Linked DNA regions of Mus musculus: regions 1 and 2 are each linked to region 3. The links are chromatin contacts, called in public HiChIP or PLAC-seq maps. All regions are on one chromosome and are shown on one strand. The core of a region is the stretch at or near the end of the contact, and the rest is flanking DNA. Distances in the headings are between cores, read along the strand shown.

Region 1 (3,174 bases), core at 125-2,624, 390 kb after region 3:
ATATTCATTACCCCCCCCCCCAGTACAGGAAGCTTTCTTACCTCTTTGTTGAGGAGGACAAGTGATGGCAGGCAGTCCCTCCTCTGCCTCTGTCCTGCTATGGGCAGTGCTACCTACCCACAGTCCCTGTAAAGCACCCCTCCTCCCCTCAAAGCCTCAGATCCTTCGTCAAGTATGAGAGCCCAGGATGAGAGTGGCCACAGCTCAGCCATGGGCGCCTCTGTGTCTCAGGGAAGGTCATCGCCAACCGGACTGTAGACTACGAGGAAGTGCACTGGCTTAACTTCACTGTGAGGGCCTCAGACAACGGGTCCCCACCCCGGGCAGCCGAGATCCCTGTCTACCTGGAAATTGTAGACATTAATGACAACAACCCCATCTTCGATCAGCCCTCCTACCAGGTAGGTGGACAGACCAAAATGGGGGTCAGGACCTGACCCTATTCCTTGGGGTCTTTGGTGTGGTTTCCAAAGGCTGAGCACAGGAGTAACATGTTGCCCTGGGGCCTCGCTGAATCAGTGAATTCCTGGGCAGGGCATAGGCTCTGGGTTGACCCTGCCTTCACTCTCCTTCTACCCCTACCCCTCCCCTCCCCCTCCCCTCCCCCTCCCCTTCCCCCGCTCCTCCCCCATTCTTTTGTCCCCCTCCTCCCTCTTCCTATCCACCCTGCCCCCTCTAGGAGGCCGTTTTTGAGGATATAGCTGTGGGCACGGTCATCCTGAGGGTTACAGCTACGGATGCGGACTCGGGCAACTTCGCCCTCATTGAGTACAGCCTGGTAGATGGAGAGGGCAAGTTCGCTATCAACCCCAACACCGTAAGTCGACAGTAGGAGGGTCTGACCCCGGGAGTGGGAGGGCCCAGAGTCCTGGTCTGAAACATCACCCAAAGCATCCCAGGTACATGTTTCTGGGTCCTGTCACATCTGTAGACCTCAGGCTTCTTTAGCTAAGTAAGCTAACTCTCCTCAGAGTCCCAGGGGTTGTTAAGACTGTGACCCACAAATGAAAGAAGGAACTGGCCCTTTGGTGACATGGCCCAAAACTCCAAGTTCAGGAGACCACACACTTGAGACTGTTGCAAGAGGCTGAGGAGCCCCGTGGGAATTGGGTGTGGTGTTTGAGCACCTGCTGAATGCATAGGCCTATAGTCAATGTGGAAAGGGGAACGGCACCCCAAAGTGTGGGACCCTCAAGTCCCCATCGGTCTCAGCCTTTCATGATAGTAGGAATTCGGAGGAAAAGATGAGCTGGTGATTCAGGTGTCTGCTTGTTAAACCAGTTATTTCCAGTGTGAGGAGGCAGCTTTGTGGCAGGCAGGAGTGCCAGCAGAGCCTTCCGCAGTTCCTGGCACTGGGGTTTCTTGCCCTCTGTGTCCCACTGCACACTTCCCTTCAGGGGGTTTTACTCCTGTGCACTGAGCACACAGGCACTGTGCTTGCAACTGTTACCAGAATACGTATTCTATGCCAGGCCCTGGTTAGGCAGTTGGCTCCAGCCTGGGCTAGTCACTCCATCTCAGATAGAATGTGGTAGGAGGGGGACAAAGTACCAGAAAGGGGACACCACAGAGACTACTGCTCCTCTTCGGAGCACTGGTACAGATTCTGATAGTATCTGGCCATAGTAGATAATCAATAAACATGTCAAGTTGATGATATCTGCCTCCTCCAACTAGGGCGACATCTCTGTCCTGTCCTCTCTGGACCGAGAGAAGAAGGACCACTATATCTTAACTGCCTTGGCCAAAGACAACCCTGGGGATGTGGCCAGTAACCGTCGAGAGAACTCGGTACAGGTGAGGGCACAAGCCTGGGCCCACGACGAGAGGCGGCAAGCCAAGTCCATGGAGACTGACTGCTGCAGGCAGGCCACCAGCCTCCTCGGGCATGGTGGCAGGAAAGATGAGATGTTGGCTGCTGGGCTTCCTGGCTGTGGCTTCAGGAAGAAGAGGAGAAACCTCTCATTCCCAATGCTGCGTGGACGGCCAAGTACACCTAGGCGTGACCCAGGTGACACCTGGCTGTCTTCCCGACCCAGCATCTCAAGGTGCCCTACAAAGCCATACGGCAACAAAAACTAACTATAAACTAGTCATTTTCACTCGTGGCTCCTTATTTATTTATTTATTTATTTATTTATTACATTTTTGAGACAGAGCCTCACTCTGTAGCCTATGCTGGCCTTAGCCTTGGAGATGCTGTAATGCCAGTGTCCCAGGTTCCTTTCAAACTTTTTGTAGCTGAGGGTGACCTTGAACTCCTGATCTTCCTGCCTCTACCACCCAAGTGGTAGGATTATAGCGTGGACAACCATGCCTGGTATATGAAGTCATGGAATCCAATCCCATAGCCTCATTCATTCTAGCTACAAAGAGATCAGCACTCGACCAACTGAGCTCCACCACCCCCCAGCCTAAAACGCTGTCTCAAAAAAATAGACAGTACAGATGGGTATGGTGACACATGCTTTAAATCCCACCACTCGAGAGGCAGAAGGATCTCTGTGAGTTTGAGGCCAACCTGGTCTACATAACGAGGTCTAGGCTAGCCCAAAAAGACCATGTCTCAAAACATAAATTAATTGACTAGTTAAATGACAGGGCTTTTTACCTGGCTTGGTGCCCTGTCCCTTCTCTACTCCACCTTATCCTTGTGTAACAGGGTTTCCTAAGGCAGCCCCTTTCAGGCTCTGGCGATCTCCCCAGGTGGTGATCCGAGTGCTTGATGTCAATGACTGTCGGCCTCAGTTCTCCAAACCGCAGTTCAGCACGAGTGTGTACGAGAACGAACCAGCAGGCACCTCGGTCATCACCATGCTGGCCACCGACCAGGATGAGGGCTCCAATAGCCAGCTGACCTACTCTCTCGAGGGCCCTGGAATGGGTTCGTGGCCTTCCTTGGCTGCCCAGGAGGGTTAGAGGGCAGGGAGGGGCAGGCTGCCATGTCTGTCACCCCGGCGGGGGACAGGAAGGCTGTCTCAGTCAGCCCATTCACTTCCTCTCTCCCACTGCCAGAGGCTTTCTCTGTGGACATGGACTCAGGCCTGGTGACCACGCAGCGGCCGCTGCAATCCTATGAGAGGTTCAACCTGACTGTGGTGGCTACAGATGGTGGGGAGCCCCCACTCTGGGGCACCACGATGCTCCTGGTGGAGGTCATCGATGTCAATGACA
Region 2 (2,987 bases), core at 138-2,637, 430 kb before region 3:
AAGAACTCAAATATGAGCCTGTGGGGCTAATTCTCATTCAAACTCTCACAAAAGGCTAATATACTTCCTTTATATTTTGAAAGGCAGCCTGGCTGGGTCTGAACAGCAAGTCATTTAATTATGATAAAATAGTTCAGAACACATTTAATAACACATTGGTGGAAGCTTGCATAGGCTAAGAGTATTTCCTGTGTGTGTGTGTGTATGTGTATGTGTATGTGTATGTGTGTGTGTGTGTGTATATATATATATATATGCATATATATATATATATATATATATATATATATATACACATACATGCATATATATGTGTGTGTGTGAGAAATGTATAAATAGGAATGTGATATATATATTTATATATTTGGGGACCTTTTTTGAAATAGGGTCTGACTGTATAGCCTAGGCTGCCTCAACCTGAGTGTGCCTCTATACCTGGCTCCTTAATATTCTTCTGCCTCTGTGCCTCTCACTTGTGGATCAGATATAAGCTCTTAGCTACTCCTTCAATGCCATGCCTGCTTGCCTACTTCCATGTTCCTCTTACTGCCATGTTACCCACCATGGTGATCATAGACTCACCCTCTGAACTGTAAGCCCCAATACAACATTTCTAAGCATTTATTTTGCTAATTGCATTTAGTTGCATGCTTTTTTCCTTCTAATCTATTTAGAAATGTACCCTATAGTACTTTTAAAGATTTATTTTTATTTTTAAAATTATATGTGTAAGTATGGGTATGAACAAATGAATGAGTCCAGTGCGTGTGGAAACCAGAGGCGTGGGATCCCCTTAAAGCTGGAGTTACAGGCTGGGAGTCAAACTTGGGCCCTCTGCAAGAGCAGTTCTTAACTGCCAGTCTCTTGCCAGCCCCTGTAGTACCTTTTTGATGTATTTCCTAAGAGAGACACTCAGAATTGTTACTTTAATTAAGCATCTTGTCTTTATTTGACACTTTGTCTTGATTGCACACACATGCACAGTAAAAGTACCATACCAAAAGTACCTTATAGTACTTTGGCTTGTCTACTTTGTGAGATTCTTAAAAGGCTTTACTACTGTTCCATGAGTGTATGCCCAGAGGCTTGTGAATATTGCATTTCTCCTCCTTCCTGTGGCCAGGGTTGTTTGTTATCTCAGTGGCTGAGGATGTGCTTTGCATAATACCTCAGGGCTGCAAGTAGAATAATTAAACTGAAGTAATGCTGGGCATACAGTTTAACGTATAATGGGTGGCCACGGAGCACCTGTGGACCTGTAAGCTTTCTGAGATAACTCTCAGGTACTAATCATCTTGACTCTGCCGTGGAAGTTTAGGGGAAGTGTACAGTTTGCTCTTGATGGAGCCTGTCTCTTCTGTATCACAGCTAGTTTGGTTGCAATGGCTGTTTGGTTTGTTGCTCAATTCTCACTTCTTCTTTAATGACCCCAGAGAGTTTTTCCTTTGGGCTTGTGATCTGCTTTTGCTGATTAACTCTGCTGCCTTTTGAGGCTCCTAGAGATATTTTTTTTCTTTTACATGTTTACTTTGTGCTTTGAAGTTTTATAGAAAGTGATATGTAAGAGAATCAGATTCTGGGTCTTAATTATAGAACTCTCTCAGTAGGTGATCTGGGTAAAACAGGTTTTTCATTTTCTTGGAAGTTAATTTCTGCTCTAAAGCTCAGATTTGTTTTGGGTTTGTTGTTGTTTGGTGGTGGGGGAGAGGTGCAAAACAAATGGAGCTGAATGGGAAGAGGAAATGAATACTTTTCCTACCAAAAGTTAGCCAACTTTCCCTCGCCTCCCCCCACCCCCCATTGGAATGTGTGAGAAACAGGACCTTCACTTTGTAATAACAAATTCACCATACTGATGAAAACAGTAGTTTTTTTTGTTATTTTGTTTGTTTGTTTGCTTGTTTGGTTTTTGAGACATGGTTTCACTCAGAGTGAAACAGTTTTTGGTTTTATTTGTTTTTGTTTTGTTTTTTGTTTGTTTGGCTGGTTAGATTTTGTTTATTTTCTAGACAGGGTTTCTCTGTGTAGCCCTAGTCATCCTGAAGCTCTTTGTAGACCAGGCTGGCCTCAAACTCACAGAGATTCACCTGCCTCTGCCTTCTGAGTGCTGGGGTTAAAGGTGTGCACCATCATCACCACCTAGTGAGAAATACTTTTTAAATACACAATTCTGTAGAAAAGGATGCCAGCATAGAGAAAGATGAAAATGACTAGAATGGTGATTTGGTTCAAGGTTTGGGCTTGTTTTTCTTTTTTCTTTTTTTTCTTTTTCTTTTCAGAAACAATGGTAACTCAATCTCTGGGTGCAACAACTAAAACCTAATCTTATAAACCTTATTAAAAATCTGATTACTCTGATCTCTAATCCTCGCGGATCCACCAAGATACTTGGGAAACTCTAGCAGCTACATCTTACCCTTACTCTATACCCATTCCAAAAGGGCCTGACTCTTTCTGCTTCCTCTTTTCCTCCGTCTAACCTGGAAGTCCCTCCTACTCACCCTGTTACTGGCTTCTTTATTCATTATGGGATTGGTTCACAAAAAGCCACTTGAGTACATGACTCATACCTCATTCCAGACTATCTCTCCCGGGAGAGCAGAATTAACATAAAAATACAGGCAGCACAGAGCCATCCACAACATTTCCCCATTTCTGTTCTAATAAAAAAACTAAACCTTTCTCTTAATGTAGAGCACAACTATTACCATTTTGTAATTTATAAAGTATAGATAAACCTAGCACTCAGTCCATCGATTTTGTCACTAAGAATATTGTCATCTATCCTAAATTAAAAGACTTATCATTTAAGGCTACACCTAACTCATGTTCTGGCTTTAGATTGTAAGCAATCTGAAAACCATCCTCTCGAATCTATATCATCTTTCTTAATGCTAAACAGCTTAGGTTGGCTATGACTAGTCTTCAACCCTGACAGAAATCCAAGAACAAGTAATATTACTGGTATTAGAAGCGCAAAATATAAC
Region 3 (3,415 bases), core at 825-3,324:
ACCGCCCATTGCAAGATGATGGACATGTGTAGAATGCATCAGAATAGCCCCTGCTACACTAGACTGAATGTCCTTCTACTCATGTATGGAAAGAAACCTTAACTCCATAGCCAATGGCATTAGGAGGTCAGGGCTCTCAAAGGTGACCTCACAATAACCGTCTGGTCCTCAGGAGTGGGGTCAGTGGCCTTATGAAAGAAGTCCGAGAGTGCTCCCATCCCTTCCAGTGAGAACTAAGAGGACGGTCATTAGTGAAGTGGAGAGCAGATGCCAGGATTAAGCCTCTGTCGTCTTGGTGTCAGACTTCCTGGTCTCCGGAACTGTAAGGCATATCTTTCTATTGTTCGGAAGCCTCTAAGCCCAGGACATGGCTTCCTTTAATGTTTGTTTGTTTACATGAGTATGCAGAGACAGAAATCGGCACTGGAATCGAGGTGCCGCAGAACAGTGCACTTTTATTTCGAGATCTGTGTTGCTGGGATGTAGCACAGTCGGCAAAGTGCTCGCCTTGCAAGTACAAGGACCCAAGTTCGATACCCCAAGCCTCCCCCTGGCATATTTGTAATCCCAGCATGGAGCTGCCTAGGAAACAGGCAGGTTTCCTAGGGTTCACAGGCCTAACCTACGTGCAAGTCCCAGGCCAGTGAGGGACTCTGTCCCTCAAAAAGGACAGTGGATGGTATCTGAGAAAGATCTAGAGGTGGCCCTCTGTTTCTTGTGTGCACATGCTCACAGTACACAGACACATGAACACACATATACACACATACACAGGAACAGGAATGGAGCAATGAGAGTTTTGTGGGACATGGTAGAAAAGTACTCTATTGCCACAAACACCTTTAAACGTGATTCTGGTGAGGGTTCATGGGGAACTGTGTTCTAAAAGGCCTGAATATTAGAGAATCCTTGTGTGATATCGATGTAGTGATGGATATCCCAAAAGTCCTTCCGTTAAAACTCGTGGCTGAGGTGGGAGCAGCCTGCTGAACAGGGAGGATGATTTCAGGTTATGAAGCCTATGAGGCCCAGGGAATAGAATGTAGTGGTTTGGCTGGGCAGCAGTGGCACACCCCTTTAATCCCAGCACTTGGGAGGCAGAGGCAGCATCTCTCTGTGAGATCTAGGTCAGCTAAGTCTACAGAATCCAGGACATCCAGGGCTACACAGAGAAACTCTGTCTCAAACAAAACAAAACAATATGGTATCTTGAGTGACAGTGTCCCCCATAGGTTCAGATATTTAAATTACTTGGTCCCCATTTGGTGTTACTGTTTGGGAATGTTTAGGAGGAACACTCTTGCTGGAGAAAGCATGCCGCTGGGGCAGAACATTCTAGAGCCCTGGGCTTCACACGGTCTTCCTGCCTTATTCTAAGACCCATATCCAGGTCTTAATCTGGGGTTTCTGGGTGGGATCAGGAATTCACCAAATCCCTGTGGTCATGGACTGCAGTGTGTTTGCCTCCCTTGGGGATAGGAGGAGTCAGGGCTGGGTCCAGATCATCAGAGTCAGAAACAGAGAGTGTTGTCCGTGTTCCAACTTAGGCTCCAACTAGATCAACCTATGCTAGATGGGGCTCTGCTCAAGAATGACTTCTGGGAGGCTGGAGCGATGGCTCAGCAGTTAAGAGCATTCATTGTTCAATTCCCAGCACCCACATGGCAGCTCGCAATGGTCTGGAACTTCAGTTCCAGAGGATCTAACATCCTTACGCAGACACACATGCAGGCAAAACACTAATGCACATGAAACAAAATAAAAACCTCAGTTAAAAGAACAAAAGACTTTTTGAACCTGACTCCTTCCAGTTGGTCAGTGACCTTCCTTGGACAAGCCTCTGTAGGTCTGGTTCCTTGTGGGCCTGTCGCCATGACTTCTTGTGAAGATTGAACCAATCCATGCAGAACTAGCTGGTCACCCCTGGCTAGAGGATTACTTGTTCTCCCCGGTGCTGGTACCATAAAGAGGAACAAAGGAGACAAGATGGTGACCCAGGTCTAGAGCCTTGGCTGGCAGGTGACATCATGAGAGAGCAAGTCTGCTCTCTGCTCTCAGGGATAGGAGGATGCCCCATAGGGAAGCTAGAGGGTGAAGCAAATCTACCCAAAGTTTCATTTCTGGTCATACACTAAGCCAGTCACATCCCGCACAATTCAGGAAGTGGCTCTGGCAAGTGGCTCTGGCACAGGGCAGAAGCTGTGCATCTGAAAAGGCCTGATAGGTGCCCTTGTGGTATCGTCCCATGGCCGGTTTGAAGTCACTGTTTGGTGTCTGAGAAAACAGAGGAACGGTCAACCATGGAGTCACACCCAGAACAGGCATTAGTTAGCATGGACATGTCAGAGGACCCGAAGTAGAGACCGAGGCATGCAGCTGTATGCAGCAGAGGCAGCCGAGGTTGAAGGCCTCTGGGACCAGTTCTGCCACAGCAGGTTTCATCAGACCCTTCAGAAGCACTTGCTAGGACGCAGAGGGCTTGATCCACCCCATTTCATAGCCCAGGAGTGATGACAAGTCTCCAGATGTCACCAGTGCAACCTGTAAGAGGACCACCACGCTCTGAAAGATGGATGACGGTTGTCAGGAGCTTGCCCCTGGCCAGAGAGGGTGTGAAGACTTCATCTGTTCCTGTTCTGGCTGAGGGCTCGCCTGGAAGGTTCCGGAAGGAGCAGGTGCATTGCGAGCTCATTCAGACTTCTGCAGACACAGTCACAGACTTGGGGTGCTCTCTGCATTTCAAGTGCCACATCTTGCCTCTCCGTGTGCCCCCATGCATGGCTTCCCTCCTCCCCCACTAAATCTTTCCACCTGTTCCCTCTCACCTGAGGCCTGAGGGAGGGCGGGGGCGGGGGTGGGGTGAAGAAGGGTGAGGACTGAGGGGCGAGTCTAGATACAGAGCTGTGATTTCACTTCTGGCAGGCATCTTTGGAACCCAGGTGGGGTGCAGGGCCACCACCTGCAGTGAGAGGGTCACACCTCCTACCTGCTCTCTGGGGCTCATTAGCTGCTGAGGTAAGGCTCAGTCTCTCTCTCTCTCTCTCTCTCTCTCTCTCTCTCTCTCTCTCTCTCTCTCTCTCTTTCTCTCTCTCACATTTGCTGAGTTTTTGCTGAGACTCAAAGAGGGAAATGAGCCACTGCCACTCAGCAAGCACTCTTTGAAACAGAAACTGAGCCTTCTGCATTTTCTAATGATGCCCTGTGATCTAAAAATGCAGAAGTCTGGCCTTGCGTCTTCAAAAGTCCCCTTTCTGAAAAGAGGTGTCTGGAGCTCACCTTCTGCTTACCAAGCTCCCAGGGATGGAACGGTCAGGTGCCCCCCCAACATGTCAGGCCAGCTGATGCCAGCTTCCTGCTGAGTGATTGGCCTCTGGGTGGTTGTGAGGAGATGGCAAAAGTCCCAACTCTTCCTTTT

Evidence for each region. HiChIP or PLAC-seq counts read pairs in DNA pulled down with a chosen protein or histone mark.
Region 1: an H3K27ac HiChIP or PLAC-seq map of microglia shows a contact between it and region 3, with 6 times the contacts expected there. The contact joins two enhancer-like sites. A contact is called at or near these places in 13 of 39 promoter capture datasets (the 3T3-L1 cell line, the C10 cell line, cranial neural crest and 7 more), 5 of 15 datasets of contacts at CTCF or cohesin (the NIH/3T3 cell line, embryonic stem cells, large pre-B cells and 2 more), 148 of 484 Hi-C or Micro-C datasets (the AML12 cell line, the AtT-20 cell line, B cells and 86 more), 5 of 115 datasets of contacts at active chromatin or transcription factors (astrocytes, embryonic stem cells, microglia and 2 more) and 4 of 9 other capture datasets (adipose tissue, liver, macrophages and 1 more).
Region 2: an H3K27ac HiChIP or PLAC-seq map of microglia shows a contact between it and region 3, with 5 times the contacts expected there. The contact joins two enhancer-like sites. A contact is called at or near these places in 1 of 39 promoter capture datasets (hippocampal neurons) and 1 of 115 datasets of contacts at active chromatin or transcription factors (microglia).

Annotation. Positions count from the first base shown.
Region 1 is chr10:60,314,246-60,317,419 of GRCm38.p6, reverse strand. Cdh23 (cadherin 23 (otocadherin)) reads left to right here. Exons shown (of 71, transcript NM_023370.3): 52 at 232-401; 53 at 680-817; 54 at 1,678-1,797; 55 at 2,707-2,884; 56 at 3,016-3,174. Among named protein-coding and RNA genes, the nearest start is that of Vsir, 31 kb to the left of the region's middle. Within about 2 kb of position 1,374, at least 7 of the 459 cell types and tissues checked have an H3K27ac peak or open chromatin away from gene starts, as enhancers often do. A contact at or near this core is called in microglia and pre-pro-B cells, where this site is marked.
Region 2 is chr10:61,133,786-61,136,772 of GRCm38.p6, reverse strand. The region is part of intron 2 of Sgpl1 (sphingosine phosphate lyase 1); the gene reads left to right. Among named protein-coding and RNA genes, the nearest start is that of Sgpl1, 12 kb to the left of the region's middle. Within about 2 kb of position 1,387, at least 59 of the 459 cell types and tissues checked have an H3K27ac peak or open chromatin away from gene starts, as enhancers often do. A contact at or near this core is called in microglia, where this site is marked.
Region 3 is chr10:60,705,125-60,708,539 of GRCm38.p6, reverse strand. No RefSeq gene overlaps it. Among named protein-coding and RNA genes, the nearest start is that of Cdh23, 10 kb to the right of the region's middle. Within about 2 kb of position 2,074, at least 49 of the 459 cell types and tissues checked have an H3K27ac peak or open chromatin away from gene starts, as enhancers often do. A contact at or near this core is called in microglia and pre-pro-B cells, where this site is marked.